Linked DNA regions of Mus musculus: region 1 is linked to region 2. The links are chromatin contacts, called in public Micro-C maps. All regions are on one chromosome and are shown on one strand. Each heading gives the region's core, a stretch centred on a gene start, on an enhancer-like site or on the middle of the called end of the contact. The rest is flanking DNA. Distances are from core to core; before and after follow the strand shown.

Evidence for each region. A called contact is a pair of places that touch in the nucleus more often than the background predicts.
Region 1: a contact with region 2 is called in a Micro-C map of brown adipocytes, with 4 times the contacts expected there. The contact joins two enhancer-like sites. A contact is called at or near these places in 2 of 484 Hi-C or Micro-C datasets (brown adipocytes and ventricular fibroblasts) and 2 of 115 datasets of contacts at active chromatin or transcription factors (fibro-adipogenic progenitors and pancreatic cancer cells).

The regions. Positions count from the first base shown.
Region 1 is chr10:37,478,567-37,482,768 of GRCm38.p6, reverse strand. No RefSeq gene overlaps it. Among named protein-coding and RNA genes, the nearest start is that of Gm31330, 44 kb to the right of the region's middle. Within about 2 kb of position 2,263, at least 39 of the 459 cell types and tissues checked have an H3K27ac peak or open chromatin away from gene starts, as enhancers often do. A contact at or near this core is called in brown adipocytes and pancreatic cancer cells, where this site is marked.
Region 2 is chr10:37,225,709-37,230,220 of GRCm38.p6, reverse strand. No RefSeq gene overlaps it. Among named protein-coding and RNA genes, the nearest start is that of 5930403N24Rik, 88 kb to the right of the region's middle. Within about 2 kb of position 2,175, at least 25 of the 459 cell types and tissues checked have an H3K27ac peak or open chromatin away from gene starts, as enhancers often do. A contact at or near this core is called in brown adipocytes and pancreatic cancer cells, where this site is marked.

The sequences.
Region 1 (4,202 bases), core at 1,014-3,513, 250 kb before region 2:
ATTATAGATTAATTACAGCACCAGAGAATGAGGTTCAATTTAAAATCAGGGCAGGGAAATTGCTCCATTAACGGAAGAAAAGAAAACAGTACAGCCCAAAGGTAAGGCAATAACTAATGAGAATGGGATGCGGAGCAAGACCATTTGAAAACCAAGTAGGTGACTTCTACCTAGCATAAAGGTTAGAGGTTAGATGTGAAATGCTGCTGTTATTATTGTTCTGAAACAGAGGCAAAAGATGAAGCTTTTCCTATAGATGATTGGTATCACATTTGTTGGTTTGTTAACCCAAGCAAAGCCATGCTTCACGAAGACACTTTACAAATAAACAACAGCAAAATCCATAGGTGGGAACAGGGAGAAAACAGCATTAAGAAGGGAATTCAAAGAAAATCTGTTGCAGAATCCTTTAGTTCTGGGATTCATTATCTACTGCTGGTCACAATCCAATAGTAAATATTTTAGAGTTGGTGCGACATAAACAATCTCAGTAGCAATTTCTTTCCTTTTCTTTTGTTTGTTGTTTTTCTTACATTTTAAAATGTAAACACCATTTCTGATTCCTTATTTGTGTACAAACCACCCACACACCAGACTGGGCTCACAAACTTTAATAGATTGTAATATCTAAAGCCAAACTTTGTCTTAGATAATCTATACAAAACTTTTTAAATTGGAGGCTGGGAAAATGGCCAAGAGGCTTATCTCCCTTGATTCTCTTACAGAGTTTAACTCCCAGCAGCCATGGCATGCAGTATGCCACCATTTGTAAGACCAACTCTCGGGGCTCCAATGCTGGTTTTTGGCTTCTTCAGATACCCACACACACACATGCATACACATGTTTAAAAATAAATATAAATAGATTTAGAACTTAAGACACTGAATTGTTTAAAAAGAATTTCACTGGGTTATGATTCAAGGGTAGGAAACAAGTTTTAAAATTATAATCCAAGCTGTCAGGTCAGAGGGCAGAATTATCAGTTTTCCTTTTCTTCCTCCATTCCAGAAAAAAATAATAAATTTAAGAAAATAATATTAAAAATGGGAGTTTTCTTTAAATTTTCCTTAAAAAGTCATAAAATACCAAAATAATTGCTGTCTAATATAGCTTTAGATGGGACAATCATGTATTCTTCATAAGTAGAATGATAATATTAACTTTTGGTTTAGTTATGTAAAGGGAGAATGGCCTTATCACATCTACAATTGGAAAAATGTATGAGAAAAAAATATCTAGTGCTAAGGAAACTAACTTAAGAGATAAACTATAAAATGTACAGTTGGGGATAGCAACATTTTTTTTTAATCAGAAAAAGTAATCAATGATTGTTTGTTAAAATTCTTTAATGTGAATGTTCTGGAATGATTAACAAAGCTAAGACCATCCTTCTTGGAAGGCAAGTGTCAGCTCAACAGAGAAAGGCACGACCTAGATTCTGTCACTGCAACGACCCTACTGTCAGCAATTTTATTCTCTGGTATCTCTTCAAATACTAAGAAAAATTTAAGCCTTTATATGAATTTTAAACTCTCACTTGTAAGTGATTCCCATCATGTTCTCATCAGGAAGAAGAAGGGGGAGGAGGAGGAGAAAGAGGAAGAGGAAGAGGAGGAGTTGGATAGTCCTGAGCATCCCCAAGGACTGCTAATCTCTTTCTAATGTTACCTGTTCCTCCAGACACCATGCACCTTTAAAGTAACACCTTACCCATATTGTCTCACAGGAGCCCACCAAAAGTAACTGAAGACTCCAGCAGTGTATCTTTGCCTTGTGGCAGTCTCCCTTTGTCTCCAGCTCTCCACAGAAACTTCCTTCTGGGAGTCTAGACCATGACTCTCCATAGCTCTCACACATGGATTTCAAAACTCCATCCCTGATTGCTGTCTGCTGAAACACTATAGCATCAAAAGCAAGTGAATGCTTCAAGCTCAGAAAGTCCTCTGGACTCACATCTAAAGCAGCACTCTGTTGGTTCACACTTTAAAACAAGCTATTTGGTACCTGCATATCCCCAGTTCCTTTTGTATGTTATGTATCCATGCTCACCTGCCACTCTCACTAATGTTCAGATAGGCATTGATTTCAGATTGCTTCAAAAGCTTTGTCATAACACGGCACTGTCCTTTCCCTGGGTGTAGCCATTGGAATGCTCTTTATTTGAACTTGAAATGTACTGTGATGACACAGATATCCCTAAATCTTGACAGTGGAAACAAAAGAGAATATTAACTTTTAACATGACAGCAAAGCCATGAGTCACTCTGAGCTCTTGTTTACTCTTCAGAGTGCCAGAGGCCTTACTGTGGCACAGGTCATGATCCCTGCCAGCCCTAGGAATCATATGATTTTTTTGACTCTGGTTGTAAAATATGTTTGGCTCTCATAATTTATACTATTCCAGTGGGATTCCCCTTATATTTACCTCTTAGATGCTGTCACCGTTGCCTTCTCCTAGTCTCCTAGTTATTCTTCCTGCTTCATATGTATGATGATTTGGACATCTTGCCTTGTTGGGTTGTTTTGGTATTTTCTTATCACTTGAAAGAAGTAATGTAAGATGAGAAGGGTTTGTTTTGATCTCGGCATAAGAGCTTATGGACTATCGTGGTAGAGAAGGCAAGAGTGAGGTAGTAGAATCATGAAGCAGCTGGGTCAGTGGTGAAGAAGCTGAGGTCATCCTGAGGTATGCCAGGTTTTAATAACACACACCAATGGCTATTTTTTTTTCAAGGAGGCCACATACCTCCTGAAATCTCTGTGATCTCTCAAAGAACAAACAAACAAGAACATTTGGGAAATAAATGTTTAAATGTATCATCCTATCAGGAATCCTTCAATTAAAATTATAAAAAATGATCTTCCCTAGCATTCTTAATGAAACACTCACTCTGCAATTACTAGAATGGGGTAAAAGTTCATATGAGATTCGTATTTCTACTTGTTCTGCATATGGGTCTTTCATGCCAAAAGTGCAACAAAGTCAGAGATAAAGGTCCAACTCTGGCAGGCATTATTACTGACTGGATAGTAGATAATGACTTGGAAATACTAATGAAGCACATAAGGAAATTTTAACACAAGAAGATGTATGATAAATAGTTTCATTAACCCTTTTTAGAAATCTGAAACTGTCCTCTTTAATTTTTTATTGGTTTCTTCCTATGGTAATATTATTAAAATATCTCATTTTTAAATTTCACAGCACAGTTACACACAAGTACAGAACTCAGTGTGCAGGTCAGTTACGTACGTGATACTGTAACTGACCATGCACAATTGGGATAGTTGTCCATAAAAATGAAGAAGGTTTTTAACACTGTTGCTTATATTTAACAAAAGATAATGGTGTGCTATGGGTCTGCTTTTATGAATAAGTTTCTACATATACATTTAAATTACACTCATATAAACATACATTTCATATATTTATCACATAGCACACACACACACTTCATAAGACTATTGAGAACTTTTTGTTGCAGACTCTTTTTTTTGTGATTTTCTCTTTTTTTTAATTTAAATATTTTTATTACGTATTTTCCTCAATTACATTTCCAATGCTATCCCAAAAGTCCCCATACCCTCCCCCACCCACTCCCCTACCCAACCATTCCCATTTTTTTTTTAGCCCTGGCTTTCCCCTGTACTGGGGCATATAAAGTTTGCATGTCCAATGGGCCTCTCTTTCCAGTGATGTCCCACTAGGCCATCTTTTAATACATATGCAGCTAGAGTCAAGAGCTCAGGGGTACTGGTTAGTTCATAATGTTGTTGTTGCAGACTCTTAAGCACCATCCTAACACTATCTCTTTAAACACCACCTTTATGCCAACCATCCTTGGTTACCATCCCTCAGAGTGCTCTTACAAGAGTGATGACATAACCTGACTTCTAAATGTCACACTAAGTGTTCCATGGTGAATTGTGTTTCATTAAAAATTTCTAAGACTCTAGCTACATATGTATCAAAAGATAGAGGCCTATTAGACACGCAAACTTTATATGCCCCAGTACAGGGAAACGCCAGGGCCAAAAAGTGGGAATGGGTGGGTAGGGGAGTGGAGGGGAGGGTATGGGGGACTTTTGGGATAGCATTGGAAATGTAATTGAGGAAAATATGTAACTAAAAAAAAATTCCTAAGACAAAAGCCTAATCCCTGTAATCTCATAACTTGACCTTGATAGAGGTGATTAAGTT
Region 2 (4,512 bases), core at 926-3,425:
GGCCAGCCTGAGCTATATGTTGAGGCCCTATGTCAAATTTATGTATGTGTGTGTGTGTGTGTGTGTGTGTGTGTGTGTGTGTGTATGTGTGTGTATGTGTGTGTATGGCTCTGTATGTGTGTTTATGGCTATGTGTGTGTATGTTTGTATGTGTGTATGTATGTATATATATGGCTTTGTGTGTGTGTGTCTGTGTGTGTGTGTGTGTGTGTTTATGGCTATGTATGTGTGTATGAGTATGTCTGCATTGAACACTGGCATATGTGTGTCCAAAGTACACATGTGGAGATTAGAGAACAATTTTGAGGGTTTATTCTCTCCTTCCATCCTGGATTCCAGTGACAAACTTAGTTCCTCTGACAAGTGCATTGTCTAGCCAGCACTTGTACACACTGAGCCACATTTGTGGCCTCATTTCTTAATTGTTTTTGTTGTTTGATTGTTTGTTTGTTTGTTTGTTTGTTTTTGAGACAGGGTCTCACTAAATTTCCCAGGTAGCTCCTTGAACTCATCTTGTAATACAAGTTATCCTCAAACTTTCCATCCTCCTGCTTTAGACTCCCAAACTGCTGGGATTACAGGCCTACATCACCATGCCAGGTGAAGGAAATATTCCTTAAGGTAAATCAGACATGAATTCATGATAAGTAAGTCCCACTTTTGTATGACTATTTGATATTTATTCAGTACGTGTGGATTATTTTTATAACATTCAAATGTAATATATATATAAATATATACTATACACACATATATATTTGAAAATTAGAAAACTTTAGTAATGCCAGAAATCAACCATAGAATATTCCAGGACTCACAGTATGCCTCACATTTCAAAATGTGTCTTTCCCTTTTTAAACAAATGCTAAGCAAAGTTCCCTGTATCTCAAAAGCCAGTGGACTGACTTTCAGAGTGTCGACTCCAAATGTGCATCATTTCTCCTCTTCATGTTGAACTAGATGTTGTTCCCGGGATTCAAATGGTAGCCTACATCACATTTATGTCTCTTAAGGTTCCTGTCCTAGTGGAGCAGAGCAAGTCAAATCACTCAGCAGCATCAATAGCTTGCTGCTTTGAATTTCTAAGTATTTGCGAGAAACTGAGAGATGAAAGAAAGAAATAGGAAGGAAACCTGTTTGTAATTTTTGAAAAACTTATAAGCAAGGTGGGAGGGGTGGTGGTGTGCTGGGGACACGGATATATATATAGGATACAGACAATTCTACTTCCTTGGTGAGTGGGGGGTGACTGGAATGGGTTTTGCTTTTGTTTCTCAAAGTATTTGGAAGTTGAGCACTGTTCTTCTAAGCACTGTTTTAAGGTCTCTCATTTTAGGCAAATTGCCACATTGGGGATGGAAAAAATGGCTCAGCAATTAATAAAAGTTCTTGGTGTATACTGACAATGACCAGAATTTGGATTCTAACAACCATATACAATCCAGGCAGTGGGCAAATGCCTGTGTCCTCTGCCTTGACAAGACTGGAGACAAAAGGCCCAGGTTTGGGAAGAGACCAACATACACACAGAGACAAACATAAATAAATCATCTTTTAACTTAATTTTAAGTTGTAGCATTAGTAGTTGTTTTTAAAAATTAGATGTGGCAGTCTAGGGAATTTTCTGAACTGGGTCCTGAACATTGAGAAAAGACACCCCATGCCCCCCCACCCCCGTTCTCTCTTCCAAAATCAGGGGACCTGCAGGATCAGCCAAGGTGATGGCTGACACATTCTCTGAAGTCTTCATGGATGATTCCAGTAAGCAGATTTCCAGGGTCATTTAAACCTCTTTTTCCTGGGTAACAGGAAACCTCAGAGGTGAGTGAAGTTTGGACTCAGTCCTGAGCCAATTTTCTTCCATTTTAGACTCAACCTAGAGAACACCAGAGACATTCAACAGAGCCACTCTGAAAAGCTCTGCAGCAGGGCAGAGCTGCTGAGGCACCGGGGAAGCATGGCAAATGGGGTCTACCAGCACCCAAAGGCAATTTCCCGATGATACTCAAAGCTGAGCAGGTAGTAGGTTCCAGGAGCCCATACCCTTTGAGACAGTGGGCAGTTGTTTCTTAACTCTCTTTTGGGAAATGCAGCCAGTGACTCAGCACTCAGAAACTAGCCACTGTCAAGTCATAAGGGATTTTCCTTGTGCAAGGTGACTTTCCCAGGCCCTGATGTCACTCACTAACGGCCTTGCTCTGACAAGAAAGGAAGTTCAATGAACAAGTCTTTACCAGCCTTCTAAAGGCTGTGGGAAGTTTTCAATTTGCCTTTAACAAAGCAGGACTATTCTGAAAATAAAATAGGGAGCCAAAAAAATTGTGCTGCCATGGCAGGTGTAATGAAGACCATTCTAGACAAATCAAGTCATTGGGTCATCTCATCCCGTCTATATCGCTTGAAGCCTTGCCTTCCAAGAATAAACATGCATTTTCCAGTTTCCTGACACTGTGATGAATGCTAGAGACCCCAAATTCACTGTCCTTATCTCAAAAGCCTGAGACTAACAAGGGACACAAATACACAAACTGTGGTTTATGAAGTACTTATAGATATCAACACCATCCCAGGGGCGAGCCTACCATAGGCTGAGGAAGGAAAGAAACTTCCCAACGGAGGCACCAATCTGTCAGAATCTTTCTGAGACAGTGAGCAAGGTAAGAATTTCAGATTGAAAAACCAGCAAGTAGTGTCCATGAAAAACACAAGTAACTAACATGTAGTGGCTACTTTCTGCCTATTGGCTACTTTATATATAATGTCACCTTTAACTTCTAGTGCTTCTTGACTGGCCTGGTGCTAGAGAAGTAGCAGACAGCTACATTTTGATCTGAAAGCAGAGAGAGACACTGGGCCTGGAGTGGCTTTTGAAACCTCAAAGCCCATCTTCAGTGACACATTTCATCCCACCAGGCCACACCCCCTAATCCTTATCATCCTTTTAATTAGTACAACTCCCTGGAGATAAGCATATAAATATCTGAGACTATTGAAGCCATTTTTAGTCAAACCACTGAAAATGACACACAAATGATTAGGAAATGGCTCCAGGGATGCTCTGATGCTCTGTAGTGAACATACAGAATCAGGCCTGTCTATGAGCCACTCCTTGGCCTGGCCTGCCCTTCTCTTACCTGTGGTGCCTGCCTGTCTGTCTGTCTGTCTTTCTTTCCTTCTTTTTTCCTTCCTTTCTTTCTTTTCCCCTTATTTTCCCTGAACAGCTTCAGGTAAAGAAGGAATGAAGTATGATAGATGTGTTATAAGTAGAAATATAATTAATATAGTTAATTATATTGATGTAATTAATATAAGTTATAATATCAATATAATTAATATAAGTATAAATATAACGAAACATAATTCTGTTTTCTATAATGTAAGTCAAGAGCCTCACTGCCAAGAAAAATTAAAGAGGAACAGAGACTGGGTAACCTCTTGCCCAGCACTCAGGACACAGAGGCAAAACACAGATTAAATATTGAGACCATGTCTCAAAAGAGAGAGAAGCTGGGTATGGTGACATGTCCTGTAATTTCTGCAGAGCCAGAAGAATTGAGAATCCAGTAAGTAATAAGCTTAAGAGCAGCTTGGGCTACTTGAGAAGAGGGGATGGGAATGGGGATGGGAGTTTTTTCATGCTGTCGTCCCCAAAACCTTAGAATTTCTATGAGATGATTTAAATACTCCATAGATGTTTAGTTGACCCAGGCTTAATGTTGGAATCCTGAGATCCAGCTCAGAAGGCTAAAGCTGAGGCAGGAGGACTGCATGTTCAAGGCCCACCTAGGCTGCAAATTGAATTTAAAAAGAGCCCTGGCAACATATGTCTCAAAATAGAAAGGGAAAAGAGGGCCAGAGAGCTCAGTAGTAGAGTGTTTGCCTAGCATGCTCATGGGAGGGCTTAGGTTAATCCCCAGGACCACATGAAAAAATAAAAATCTTAGGTTTGATTTCATTATGAGAACATATGTGGTGGGCTGGAGAGATGGCACAATGGTTAAGAGCACTTGCTGCTTTTCTAGAAGACCTGGGTTCAGTTCCCAGCACCTCTGTGTTGGCTGACAAATATCTGCAACTCCAGTTCCAAGGAATCTGAGGACCTCTTCTGACTTCTATGGCATACATATGATGCATATATGCATTGCAGGGAAAACACTCATAAACACTTTGATGAGTTGAATAGGCTGGCCCAGGGTGTGGCACTATTCAGAGGTATGGCCTTGTTGGAAGAAGTTTGTCACTGTGGGAGTGGGCTTTGAGACCCTCCTCCTACCTGCCTGGAAGCTAATCTTCTCCCTGCAACCTGTGGATCGAGATCTAGCACTCTCAGCTCTTTCTCCAACACCATGCCTGTCTGTATGCTGCCATGCTTCTTGCCATGGTGATAATGGACTGAACATCTGACACTGTAAGCCAGCTCCGATTAAATGTCCCTTATAAGTGTTACCTTGGTCATGGTCTCTTCACAGCAATAGAAACCCTAACTAAGACACATGCAAAATAAAATAAAGA